Linked DNA regions of Gossypium hirsutum: region 2 is linked to region 1. Evidence: chromatin contacts called from public Hi-C data. All regions are on one chromosome and are shown on one strand. Each heading gives the region's core, a stretch centred on a gene start, on an enhancer-like site or on the middle of the called end of the contact. The rest is flanking DNA. Distances are from core to core; before and after follow the strand shown. Region 1 holds the start of LOC107915101 (histidine protein methyltransferase 1 homolog). Region 2 holds the start of LOC107927585.

What was found. Hi-C and Micro-C count contacts between places; a contact is called where the count stands out from the background.
Region 2: a Hi-C map of leaf shows a contact between it and region 1, with 2.0 times the contacts expected there. The contact joins the promoter of LOC107927585 here to the promoter of LOC107915101 in region 1. A contact is called at or near these places in 6 of 34 Hi-C or Micro-C datasets (hypocotyl, leaf and petal).

What each region holds. Positions count from the first base shown.
Region 1 is chrA10:72,713,986-72,720,868 of Gossypium_hirsutum_v2.1, reverse strand. It overlaps LOC107915101 (histidine protein methyltransferase 1 homolog), which reads left to right and starts at 2,553. Exons shown (of 11, transcript XM_041079182.1): 1 at 2,553-2,586; 2 at 2,710-2,812. LOC107915100 (probable xyloglucan galactosyltransferase GT14) reads left to right here. Exons shown (of 4, transcript XM_041079179.1): 1 at 1-1,516; 2 at 1,669-1,921; 3 at 2,072-2,142; 4 at 2,225-2,612. The coding sequence ends at 115.
Region 2 is chrA10:73,248,477-73,255,837 of Gossypium_hirsutum_v2.1, reverse strand. LOC107927585 reads left to right here and starts at 2,553. Exons shown (of 3, transcript XM_016858684.2): 1 at 2,553-2,768; 2 at 3,172-3,362; 3 at 4,888-7,361.

The DNA.
Region 1 (6,883 bases), core at 1,304-3,803:
AATAGAGAGTCTTAGGGTTATGATAAGAGAAGGGAAGGATCCTAGTATTGGATTTGCCGATGGGGATGATTATAAGTATACATTTTCTACTTATGGTAATGGTAATGGCAGTTGAATTTACTACACTAGAAATTCATTCGTAATGGTTTTTTTTAGGACAGAAGAAAGCCTAATTTTTTTTAAAAAAAAATGGTTGCATAAATAATTAAGTAAATTTTCTTTTTTTCCATTAGCTGAAGTGAATATAGATATAGATATACCCTTTCATCTCATTCTATCTCAATGATTGTACTTGTGTATTTTAAGAGTATAATTTTGTAGTGATGGGGGAAGCATTGAATGTCTCCATGATCTTGAAATTTGGTCTTTTAATTTTTTTTGCTTTTTTGCTTTTGGGGTTTCAGTTTTTCTTTATTAACAAAATTGAAGGAAAGAAAACTCTGAATCCTTCATCATCAGATGAATTTTTCCAATTGGGCAAACAGAATACATGAACTGACTATTGAACAATGTTCTTGTCAGATACCAGTATGCTAAATCATTTTAAGATTTTTCATATGGTTTGAATATGTGGGAGCTGATAGGTGGGAGGCGTTTGATTCCACATTATAATCAAATAAATGGTGAAATAAGCATTAGTCCACACTCAACTTTTGACCGAAAAGGGAAAATGGCATTGACAAGGTGCTTTTAAGGTGAAGTTTGGCCGATGACGTGGTAATTCCTGCCGACACTTGAAAGGGACTTATAATGGTTGTTGCATGTGGATGCCATAAATGACACATTAGGGGTCGCTTTGATTGCTATCAAAAATATTTATCCTATTTGATTAATGTAATCTTTTTTATAAGTCAGTCTAAATTTTCCTTGTTTCTTCATAAAATATTTTACAAAAGCTTTCTTGTGTAAGTTAGATTTTACAAAATTAGATAACCTTTTTTTTTCTCATTTTTCTTGCCATAAGTTGATTTTCATGACATGAATTCTTTTCATGCCATTTTCATGAAATGGGGTATAATAAAATTTTATATAGGAATAATATTTGGTACAGTATCAATAAATTTTTTTTTTTATATTAAAATGACCGGGTATTTTATTGAAAGGAAAGAAGAAAAAGAACTTGAGATCCAAGAGATCCTTAGACCCAAGCCCATTACAGCAATAAAACTAAAGAAAACAAAAAATCGACCTCACTAGCTGATCTGATAATGCAACCAGCAATAAAACGCAACTTAATGGATAATCAGAAAGGTAATAAAATAAAATTAAAATGAAAAAAGGAAAACCTAAAAAAAACTACCCCAGTTAATGCGAAACGGCTGGATACCATTAATGCTCCTTAGCTATCATTTCCAAAGTCCAATCCGTTCTTGTCACTAGCAGATTCCAAAAAGATAAGCTATACTTGCTACTCTCTATTGATAATCGGTTTCCCTTAAAAAACTCTTCAGTCTGGGTTCCTTGACCAGTACCTATCTGAAGCAAAGTCATGTCGATTCAGTTCTTCTCCTATCAGGTAAGTAGACTCCCTTCTAGCAAGAGCAGTTTTTGCTATTCTATGTGCTTGTATGTTCCCTGATCTGTAAATATGCTGAAAAATAATCTCTTGAAAACACCGTTTTTTGTTTTGGATGTCGTTGATAATGGCTCCAATCGCTGATTTATCAGGTGAAGTCGTTTGGCATTTCTTAATAACTGTTTTAGAGTCTCCCATGATTTTTACCGATTGTAAACCTAGTGAGATCCCTAATTTTATACCCTAAACATGCATATGCTTCTGCTGCAAATGGGGAGGAGATACTGTTGTGGATGGTGGACTTTAAGGCCATGAGGCTCCCCGTCAGATCCTGAACCACCAGACCCGTTGCAGATGTAGAACTGCTACTATCGAACGCTGCATCGCAATAGACCGTCGTTCTCGGTATGTCTTCTTGGGCTCTTAAGTGTCTATTCATATTTACAGGTCTCTTCATTTCTCTTACCACTTTATATTTAGCCAGAGACCTCTGTATGTTTTGCACTAACTCGCTACTTGTTGTGTTTTTCCTTTCATGTACGAACTGATTTCTAGAGAACCATATGAGCCATAAAGCATAACAAAAAAGTCTACATTGGATGTCGTTACCTCTCTTGAAAACCTAGGTTAGCCACTCCCATATACTTTGGTTCATATTATTAACCACCCAATATAAGTGTACTATTCCCAAGACCTCTATTGTTACAGGGAAGTCACGGAAGATATAGAGGCTGTCTTCTAACCAAGAACAACCTCGGGGGCATCTATCATTAGAAATTACTCTTCTGTACCGGAGATTAGCAAAATTCGGAATAAAATCCCAAGAGATTTTCCAAATAGTGATTGCAATTTTAGGGGGTAGCTGTAGGCCCCATAGCTCCTTGTAAAATTCTTTCATTTCGGTCTGTAATAAATAATGCCTAGGATCCGAGCTAGCATTATGTAATAGTTTATAGGCACTGCGTACCGAGAACTCACCATATAACTCTCCTTTCCAAACTTGCGTGTCCTCATGATCGGTCTCTGTGAGAGGGATCTGCAAAATTTTTTTAGCAACTACCTCTCAGAAGGTACGATTAATCAAATTTGTTCTCCACTTCCTATTTGCGCTATCAATAAGCTCTGAAACTAACTGTGAATCCTCATTGTTATGACTGCTATATTCATCAATTGTGTCAATCCCCGGAATCCAGCTATCTTCCCATATAGAGATTTTATCTCCTCTGCCCACTCTTTAGCTCAGCCCTTTTTAGAGAAGTCCCCTTGCTGTCCAAATACTCTTCCAGGTAAGGGAAGGTAAATTGCCCAACTCTACATTTTGAAAATTTGAGTTTGGAAAATATTTAGCATTTAAAACTCGTGCTAATAAAGAATTTTGATACTGAATAATGCGCCAGCCCTGTTTTGCTAGCAACGCAATATTAAATTGACCAAAAATTTTAAAACCTAAACCACCGTTTTCTTTTAAATCACAAAGGCTTTTCCAAGTACACCAATGAATACCCTTTTTTCCATGGCCCTTCTGCCACCAGAATCGTGCAACAATACTTTCAAACTCATCACATAGGGTCTTAGGCAATAAAAAATAAGTCATCGTGTAAATAGGTATCGCATGTAGAATGGCCTTCACAAGTACTTCCTTTCCCCCTTGAGATAAAAATAGATTGCTCCAATTATCAATACGTTTTCGAAATTGGTCCTTCAAATTTTGAAAAGATTCCTTTTTCCTCCTACGGACCATGCTCGGCAACCCAAGGTAACGCTCTGGTTCGTTTGAACTGTGGACACCCAGTAAATTACTAACCAATCACCTGTCTTTTTTTGAGGTATTCTTATTGAAAAAATTGTTGATTTTTTAAAATTAACACATTGACCCGAACAAAATTTATACTCCCGTAGAATGTCCTTGAATAAAGTTGCATCCTTACTTGTTGCCTCCCCAAATAAAATACAATCATCAGCAAACAAAAGATGTGATACCTGTGGCCCGCTTCTACTAACCCTAACGCACTTGAAGAGCCCGCTATTCATTGCTAGTCTTAGTAGACTCGATAGGCCTTCCCCACATAAGAGAAATAAAAATGGGCTAGCGGATCACCTTGTCTAAGGCTTCTGGTTGGGAAAAATTTATCCCCAATATGCCCATTTATAACTACTAGATAAGAGACCCTTGATACACATTTCATAATAGCATCGACCTAATTCGTATCAAACTCTATCCGTAGCATAATTTCCTTTATAAAAATCCATTCAACTCTATCGTATGCCTTGCTTATGTCTAGCTTAATGGCCATATACCCTTTCTTTCCCGATCTCTTTGTATTTAACTTATGCAATACTTCATATGCCAACAGCACGTTATCTGATATTAATCGTCCTGGCACAAAAGCACTTCGCGTGTCATCAATACATTTTTCAATAACTCCCCGTAAACGATTAGCTATGACCTTGGCCAAAATTTTATAGAGCACATTACATAAACTGCTTGGTCGAAATTGTGTCATGTCTGAGGGGCTGGTGACTTTAGGAATAAGTACAATATTAGTAGAGTTCACAGCACTAACCTCCATATCCCCATTAAGAATTTATAAGCTAAAAGAGGTGACATATTCTCCAACAATATGCCAGCATTCCTGATAAAAAAGAGCTGGAAAACCATCCTCCCCCAGTGCCTTCGTGGGCCCCAGTTGAATATTGTTGCTGCGATCTCCTTTTTGGTATATGTTGTTGTAAGCTTTTGATTATCTTCATTGACCATACAATGTTCAATCCTGGATAACAAATAGTCGTAATTTCCCCTACTTTCTGCCAAAAATAAACTTTGAAAATAAGATCTAGCAATGCCCTCTATTTTTTGTAGTACCATCATTTCTCGTCCATCTTCATTTTGTAATCTATGAATAAAATTCATCTTTCGCCGCTGTGATGCATGACTATGAAAAAATGCTGTATTTTTATCGCTGAATTTCAGCCAATTAAAACGAGCCCTCTGTTCCCAATAACATTCATCTTTGTCAATCTCCAAGTTTAAATTAATCTTCGTATCAATCAGCTCAGCTAAATTCACATCATTTCTCTCAGCTTCAGATAATTGTGCTAATTTCTCTGTAAGGATCTATTTTTTCTTTCTCCTATTCATATGAATTTTCCCCACCCACTGTTTCAAACCTTTTATTAAATTTCCTAGCTTCTATAACACTTCCCCTGAAGACTCTTCTCACAAACGTTTGACTTTATTAATAAAAGATTCCTCGAAAGACCACCAGGCTTTGAATTTGAAGCCATTGTTCCTCAAGCGTTCTTCATTCATTCTTGTATTAATAAGAAGGGGACAATGATCAGAAAAAGAGTGCACTAAATGTTGGACTTTTACCTCCGAGAACATATCAATCCATTCTGTGTTGGCAACCCCTCTATCTAATCATTCTTGAATATTCGTCTCCGGTAAATTACCTTTCTCCCAAGTGAACTAATTCCCACAAAAACCCACGTCATGCAGTTGACATTCCTCCAGTGTTCTTTGAAATAGTTCTATCCGTTTTTCATCTCTAGGAAATCCTCATTTTTTTCTCAAAACCATACATAATCTCGTTGCAATCTCCACAAACGAACCAATGAATATCTACTTCAATAGCTAGCCTTTTTAGAACAGCCCATGGGTCTGCCCTATCTGGCACATAACGGGATCCATAAAATCCCGTAAATCTCTAATTATTCCCGTCTTCCTTGCCCGTAACTATCACATAAATATGCCTCTTGAAAAAAGTACGGAGAGTTATATTTACATCTAACCGTCAGACTAAACACAATCCTCTTCGTATACCATCTGAGTCAACTTCAATACCATTAACAAAATCACAGCTTCTACGAACCCGCTCCATTTGTCGTTTACTAAGCTTTGTCTCCATAAAGAAGACTATTTGAGGATTATATATCTTCAGCGAATGCCGAAGTCTTCTAATCATTCGTGGTCTCCCAAACTACGAACATTCTAGTTTAAGATTTTCATTGCGTTCGGTCGGCTTGCCTTTTAGCAGCCGCCGATGATAAAAGATTAAATTTCACCATTCGCTTACTCCTTGTCATTGCATTGCCACTCTCTTTTTTCCCCTTGGATCTCTCGTTTCCCCCCTTGTTTGTTTTTTCCCCTCCTCTCCTACTAAGATTCCATCTTTTAAATCATGTTCCATGGCTATTTGCATCTGATCAGCCCAAGAATTCTCCTGCCTGTGATCTAAATATGGCATTCCTCCTTTAATATTGAATCCCAAAATTGGATCAATAAGTTTCCCACATCTGCCTTTAGTATCCCATCCCAAAATCTGAGCTCCAAATATCGATTGTCCCCCCAAATTCCTTCTCATTTCCTTTCCCCTTCATCTTGAAGCCATATACTATTCATAGATAAGGCTCTTCGGGATTGTGCTCGCAATGATAAATTCCAACCCAATTCAGCAGTATCTACCCCTAACATCATTTTTTCCTCACAAAATGAGTCACTATGCCCCAGTCGGTCACAATAGAAACAAAAAAACGATAAACGTTCATACTGAAATTTAACATACAAGCATCCCCACGCCACATAACCTTCTTCCTTCTTTTTAGAGGCCTCCTAATGTCAATCTGTACCCTCACTCTAATGTAATTGCGATTTTCCTTCCCAAGATTTGAACCATTATACTCCAAGAAAGTTCCAACAAAATTCCCTAATTGCATTGCTAAACTTTCAGAAAAGAGTCTTATTGGGACGTCATGAATTTGGACCCAAAAAGGGGAAAAAATTAAAGGTACTCTTAATGGGTCTTCCTCCCTTTTCAATTTATAAAGTATTAATAAGTGATTATTGAAAGTCCAAGAAGAACCTTTTCAAACCCTCTCCATATTCATACCGTGAAAAAATTGAAAGATATACTTTTTTTTCCCAGATCTCGAATTTGAACCCCACGAACAGGATGCCACAGATTGGCCATAGTACTTTTCATGGCTGGGAAGTAGATTATACTGGCAGTTAAAAAACATCCCACAAGCTGAAATTTTCTCACTCTTCTTACTGTGCTTGGATCTACTTAGATCTGCAGTATTTCCTCCTCTTCCTCATTTAATGATAACTATGCTAATTTAGTCTCCATGGACGCATGTTTGATGGCCAGAAACACAGACGATAGACTCCACTTGCAGAAATAAAAGCGATAAAAAAGCTCTTAGTTAGAACTAAAAAAACAAAAACTGGGACAAAAAACTTAAGGACTCGTGCCAGTGGCGGCAGACACAATCGTGCTAGGGCAGCAGACTTGTACGCTACAAATCGAGGGATTAATAGTACCATTGAAGTTTTAAACTTCATAAATAAGGTAAAAGAATTCGCAA
Region 2 (7,361 bases), core at 1,304-3,803, 530 kb before region 1:
TTGAATTCTCTACAAATAAGTAGACTGGCCATAAAGCCCATTCAAGTGAGTACGTATTCTAGCTGAAGGAGACTTCATACTACTATAGCCTCATTGAGTTAAATCCACTAGAGTCGTCTGAGCAGATGAAACACGCTTCTGCTTGATCTCAGGCATCTGGAAATTCCTTTCCAAAGTATGTAGAGCTTTTTGCTCAAGATGCTTCAAACAAGAACCCTTGCAACTGATCTCTCCTCATCAGTCTCAACAAGGCAAAACGATGATTCAACAGAACAGATTCCTACATGAACCTAGCAACCGGTCTCTGGTGGAGCTGACAAGAACCAGAACCCCTTCTGCTTTGGTACTGATTGCTGGTTTAGCTGATGTGAACTCTGTGAAAAACAATACAGAGAAGCGGCCTTATCGTTTTTGGTCAAGGTTATTCTGGAATCCAGCAGTTGAACTAACATCGGGATAATATTGGCTTCAGCTGCTCTCTTTTGTAACTCCAGATTTCCTATTGGTATCATTATGCCTACCACTGCGAAGAAAATGAAAAACGGTTGGAATTGCACCAGAAGAAGCATCCACCAGAAGATGTCTTTTCCGTAAAGCAAATGAAGGGAGCGAGAACATCGCTCTATATGGCTGGCTAATTCACCAAGGTAAGCAACCTACTGCATCAAGCACTGACAAAAGAAGGCAAACCATGGGTAGCATACAATGTCGCCAAGTTTCCTAAGTGTAGTTTGTTTAAAGTAATCATTATTTTCAGAATTATCATGATTCTTTTATTAGAAGAAATAAATGCCAGGAAATTTAATAGAAGTAAATGGTGATAGCAACAGGGCTTTTAACTAAAATATTGAGAATAAAAAAAAGACTAAATTCCTAATGTACTAAAGGTGTAGGGACTTGGGAGTATATTTTAGTCTTCAAAACTTTATTCTATAATTTTGGTACCACCAAATTTCCACAGATAAGCTACATTTTGTAGATACTTATTATTTCTTCAAAAATATGCTCCCTATAACACAATCGTAATCATAGCATGATGAAGTTAGAATGGAAGAAATGAAAACTTAAAAGGTCGTGGGCATGAACCAGTTGATAAATGTTAAAACAAATTGCCCTGCCATCAGTATGATGTTGTAATCAAAACCACTTTCTCTTTCCACCGAAAGGAGAATGCAATCCTGAACTCTCCAAATGTGATCTCCTAAGACATAATTCCTTATGCCACCATTCCTTTTCTTAGTAGGTATCAATGAGAAGCAACAGATTGTTTGCATAAGAAGGCTCAATGTTCCTCTGCTATATCAGCCTTGTGCATAGATGCAAATGGAAAGAGACTTAGTGCCCTGCTTGCTTATCTCTACTATCCCACCACTATTCCTTAAGAGATAAGAGACTTAGTGCCCTGCTTGCTTATCTCTACTATCCCACCACTATTCCTTAAGAGATATATTTTGCTTTTGGTGCTGCTTTCTTATTTCACCACTCAGAATCTCTGTAGCATAAGTTTTGAGTCATTATCTTCCAATATGATAAATACACCTACTAAAAGTGGCAAAAGCATTGTCGCAGCATTTTCATCCAACAAAAATGTTTCCAATTTTATCTAACATAACACTTGCATTACAAGTTCATTATTATTGGCTTAAAATTTCATCACCACTTTATCAGATTAAAAGAAACGGAGAGAGATATAAAACTTGATTTAGTCCACATAACGTCATCTTTAACAAAATAGCAAACATGGGTTCTTTGTTTTTGTTGGCCTAAGTGACACAGGCCAAAGTGTAAAGCCCGTGACCATGGCACAAGATGCATCTCATAGAGGTCTATCAATTAGATGGAGACTATTTACCCCACAAGAACTAGCTCAATTTCAAAAATGTTGGAGAAGCATGTCAAATTGAAGTCTGGGTGGCCCAATAATGAAGATATGACAACATAGGCTATTTTTAGTAAATATAGGGACTAATCTTAGAAGATTGATAAGAATCATATGATTAGATTTGATTTGATATTTTGTAATATTGTAAATCGCTACTAAAATTAAGGGATACGCTAATCTCATCTGTCGATGTAACTTGATCTAGACTGTCAATTTTAGGGTACTCAACTATAAATAGAGAGCCTCTCCTCACTTGTAAATCACTTCATTCATCTATAGTTTCTTTATTCTTTGTGAATAATAGAATATTGAGACTCAAACACATTTTGTGCATTCTTTTCTGTGGCTTTCTGTTGTTCTTTTGTGGCTTATTTTGGCATGATTGGTTTTGCTATACAAATTGGTGCAGTGGTTATGTAGACTTAGGTGAGTTTGGAACGAACGGATCGCAAGATGAAAGATCTAGCCCCGTGACACAAGTGAACAAATGAGAAACTAAGCTTCCTTCCCCGTTGGATACTTTAAGTACTAAATTAGGACAAAAAATAGTTTAAGTACTAAAGTGAAAAAAATGGATATATTTGGGGCAAAATCCTGAATTAAGCCTTTTGGTTGGGTTGTACGGGTAAGTTTGTCAAAACACACACCCAAAAGAATGCCACATGGATTTAGGAAACCTCCAGATTATGAAATCCCTTCAAATATTGGATAGTTAAAAGCCCTTTCATTTCACCAATGCTTCTCAATCAAACCATCTTCAGACCGAGTTCAACCCGAACCGTAACCACCCTAGAGTTCTAAATTTGAGTAGCAAACCTACCTTGTTCTGGTTGTGCCGCCACTTCTACTTTCTTGCTTTCCCATTTTGCTTAATTTCAAGATATGGGTAAGCTTAATCCTCCCTTACTTCTTCATTCTGTTGTTAATTCTGGAAAACATCTTTCTAATTTCTGCTCTTCTATTTCTTCTTCTTCTTCTAAAACCATTGCTACCCACATCCAACCTTTCACTAACAATTCCATGTCTGTAAGGGAAACTGAAAAAACTATGATGGCTTTGATAATATTGATGATGCTTTTACTTTGTTAAATGAGATGATTAACAAGTACCCAAGGCCCTAAGTTGTGGAATTCAACTAATTATTAGGAGCCATTTTTAGAATGAAACATCATGCCATTGTTCTGTCGATGTATAGCCATAGATATCGTTGACACAATGATAAAACAAGTCATTGAGCGTGATGTTGTTACGTATAATGCATTAATTAACGGTCATTGCTTGCAAAACAGGATGGATAAAGCTAGAAAAGTATTTCACTTGATGATCAAGAAGGGTTGTGCACCTGATATATCTAGTTACAACATCATGATCAATGGAGATCGCGAAGCTAGAAGGATAGAAGAAACAATGGAACTCTTTCACGAAATATTCCAAAAAGGACCAATTGCAGATACTCTCACATACAACACTCTTACGCAAGGTATGTGTCAAATAGGGAGAGTTTCATCCGCACGTGAACTTTTGAGGAAGATGCTTGCTTTTGGACAAGTTCCAAATGTAGTGACCTGTTTAAATTTGTTGAATGGTTTATGCAAAAGTGATAAAGTCAAAGAGGCTTTGGAACTTTTCGAGCAATGCGGAACAGCAAGTTGGAACTCAATATTGTCTGTTATAATATCCTAATTGGTGGCTTGTGCAAATCTAGGCATATTGAAGTTGGAAAGGAATTATTTCATAAAATATCTGTCTATGGTTTAAAGCCTGATGTTTACACATATGCTATAATAATTAATGGATTTTGCAAAGAGGGATTGCCAGATGAAGTATACTAGTTGTTTAGGAGCATCGGAGATAATGATTGTTTGCTTGATAGTTGTTGTTATAATGTCATGATCCAAGGGTCTCTTCAAAACAACTATATCTCAAAGGCAACGCAACTTATGGAAATGGTCTTTAAGGGCATTTCTGCAGATATATACACTGCCACCTTATTTTTGGATTTGGTCTTACGATCCGATAAATCAATCTTGATTTGAAATGCTTTATCATCACTTTCTAATCTGAATCTTTTTGTTTGTAGCCGGTTGTGTTGCTTTGATGAGTTAAAATTTTTTGGAAACTACATTGATTGTTAAGGTCTATTTTCAATTTCGTAGATGTACTTTAAACATTAATGATGAAAGAAATAAATGTTATATGTAAAGTTTCACTTTGCACCAGTGATCTTTTTCCACATGTTTTCTTCTCAGACCTCTGAAGTAAGTGAGACTTTTGCTGACAGTAATGTTGAAAAGCTAAATTTTGAGTGAAAAATATTGGAAACTCTATCTTGTCAGTAGCTGTAATCGGAAACTCCACCTTTCTTCACTGGGATGGCTGTTTCCTGCCAATGGAGCCCACTGCACCAATGAGAATATTGTGGGAAAATCCTCAACACTTGAACACAAAATTTGAAGCCATTGGCAGGTCTCGACCGACAACCCCAGTAGGTGGCTGCTTGATTCTCTCATTCCTTAAAATGCTTATTATTTGGCTGCATGGTTTAGGAATATATTAGAAAACATTACTTGTAATTTCTAGTGTGTTTTTGAGAAAATAGTTAGCATTAACATATTTGGTGCTACACCTATGCAGATTTTACTTTCTGGGTTAAGCTCATTTTCTGTCAAAGCCCGTGGAGGAGGTTAATTGTGGTGTTATGCCAAAGTCTCACTCAACCACATCTAGTATAGCGGACAATAATCTTTCTTTAAAGCTGTGAACTGGATTCCTATTTGTGATATGTTCTGTAAAGTTTGACAGTTAAAATTTTCTGTAGAATTGTATGTCGAATTGGGATGATGTTAATTTCATTCCCTGGTTTTCTTGTATGTGATTTATATACTCGGGACCTTGTTTATATTAGATGAACTTAGGTGTCAAGTATTATAGATAATGAAATTATGAAATCGGTTTGTGCTGCTGAACTGTGAAGAGGCTAATCTGAGCTCGTTTGCTTTGTTCAGGACAATTACTATGCTAATGCATAGGAAGTGGAACCAGGGAAACAACTGATATTCTGGGGAAGAAGGGTCTTTTACAGCAGAAAAAACTTTGGATAATTTAGACAGGGGTGCTTGTGGGGGATTTTTTTTGTTTGAATGTATGGTTTGGCAAAAGATTTTAAGGGTCAAGTTTTTTAGTCCTTATATTGTTGGCTTAAATCGGACAAATTCTGCTATTAATTGTTAAAAGGATTAGTTAGCTAGTTAGTTAGCATTTAACTAATTAGTTTTTTACTGTTAGGAAGTGAGTTAATTATTAAGTATAAGTACAGTACATTAGGTGAATAAGAAATATGATTTTTCCAGTATTTCAACATGGTATCAGATTGCCAGTTATTTCCTCTGATTTACTGCTTCCTTTCGTTCTTTCTTGCCTCTGATCATCGTTTCTGGCTACTTCCTTTGGTTCTGTGAGTTTTTTTTCTTCTTCTCCATTTTTGGTTTTGTTTTCTTTTGTGCAACATGGTGAGTCTAAGCACAATGCAGATTGATCTTTCTCATCCCCTATATCTACATCCCTCCGATGCTCCAGGGACTTTATTGGTTTCGCATCAACTCACTGGAGTTGAAAATTATAATATATGGAGTCGTTCAATGCGTATAGCTTTGCTTGCTAAGAACAAAGTTGGTTTTATTGATGATTCTTGTTTGTTTGAAGATACTATAGTGGCTTTACAACCACAATGGGAACATTGTAATGCTTTGGTGTTATCTTGGATCTTGAATTCTGTCAGCCAAGAGCTTTCTGCTGGGATAGTTTTTGCATCCAGTGCGGCCCTTGTGTAGTCTGATTTGAAGGAGCGATTTGATAAGGTGGATGGATCTCGGATTTATTTCTTGCATCGAGAGATTGTTACACACGTTCAAGGTACGTCATCTATCTCGGTTTATCACACAAGACTTTGATTGTTGTGGGACGAATATGATGCTATTGCTCCCCTTGCTTCTTGCACATGTGAATCTATGAAAATGAATGTTGAAAATTTGAAGCAACAGCGGTTATTCCAGTTTCTTATGGGATTAAATGAGTCTTATTCAATAGTTCGTAGCCAGATTTTGCTTTTGAAACCTCTGCCATCAGTGAACCAAGCATATTCCTTGCTTATTCAAGAGGAAGGGCAACGTCATAATGCTGAAAAAGTCTCGTTGATTTCTGAATCTACTGCATTATATTCTAGTGCATCTAACCAACCAGTGCAGTCTAAAAAATGGTTTCCTGGGACTTGTGATTACTGCCATATTAAGAGTCATAAAAAAGAAACATGTTATAAGTTGATTGGCTATCCTGCAGATTTTAAGTTTACAAAGAATAAGGGAACTTTTGCCAATAGTGCAGTTATCACAGATACAGGTTCAATTTCTGTTTCTACTGGTAGTGTGAGTTCGAGCTCATCTCAGGTACCTGTGTTTACACCTGAGCAGTATCAATAGATTCTGGAGCTGTTGGGAAAATGATCTAGGGTGCAAGCATCAGCACATATGACAGGTACTAGTTTTGGTTCCTCATCACAGGATTGGATTCTTGACACAGGAGCTACCAATCACATGACATTTGATCTTGAGTGTTTGCATTCACCTGCTGAATATGATTCTCCATCTTTTGTTCAATTGCCAAATGGTAAAACAACCAAAATTGCTCATGTTGGAACTTATTCACTGACTCTGTTGCTTACCCTGTCCAAAGTTTTACATGTACCAGATTTTCACTTTAATCTCGTCTGTTTCTCAACTCACCAAAGAACTAAACTGTTGTGTTCTTTTTTATCCACATTCTTGTCTTATACAGGACTTTTGCAGTGGAAAGATGATGGGGATTAGTAGAGTTAAAGGAAAGTCTGTACACATTTCATTCACCAACTTTATCATCACCGTAAAACTAGTCTATTAAATCCTCATTTGTCAATTCTAATTTCAATTCATGTTTTTCATCTAGTTTTTTACCACATATATCCAATTCTGGTGTTTTATGGCATGCTTGACTTGGCCATTCTTCCTTAAGTACTATGAATAAAATGTCTCAGTTTGATTCTAATTTCATTAATTGTGATAATGTTAAGTACTGTGGTGTATGTCCTCTTACAAAGCAATCATGTTAACTTTTCCTATTAGTCATACACGGGAACAACAACCTTTTTCTCTTATACACGTTGACTTATGGGGTGCATATCGTGTATCAACACATAGTGGGCATCGATATTTTCTCACACTAGTAGATGACTTCACTAGAATGACATGGGTATATCTTCTTCGTCTTAAAAGTGATTCCATAGTTATTTTACAACAGTTTGTTGCCTATGTTCAAAATCATTATTCTACTTCCATTAAAACCATTAAGAGCGACAATGGTTCCGAGTTTTTTAATCCAGGAGGAAAAGAATTTTTTTCTTCACAGGGAATTGTCCACCAAAGCTCATGTGTGCATACCCCACAACAAA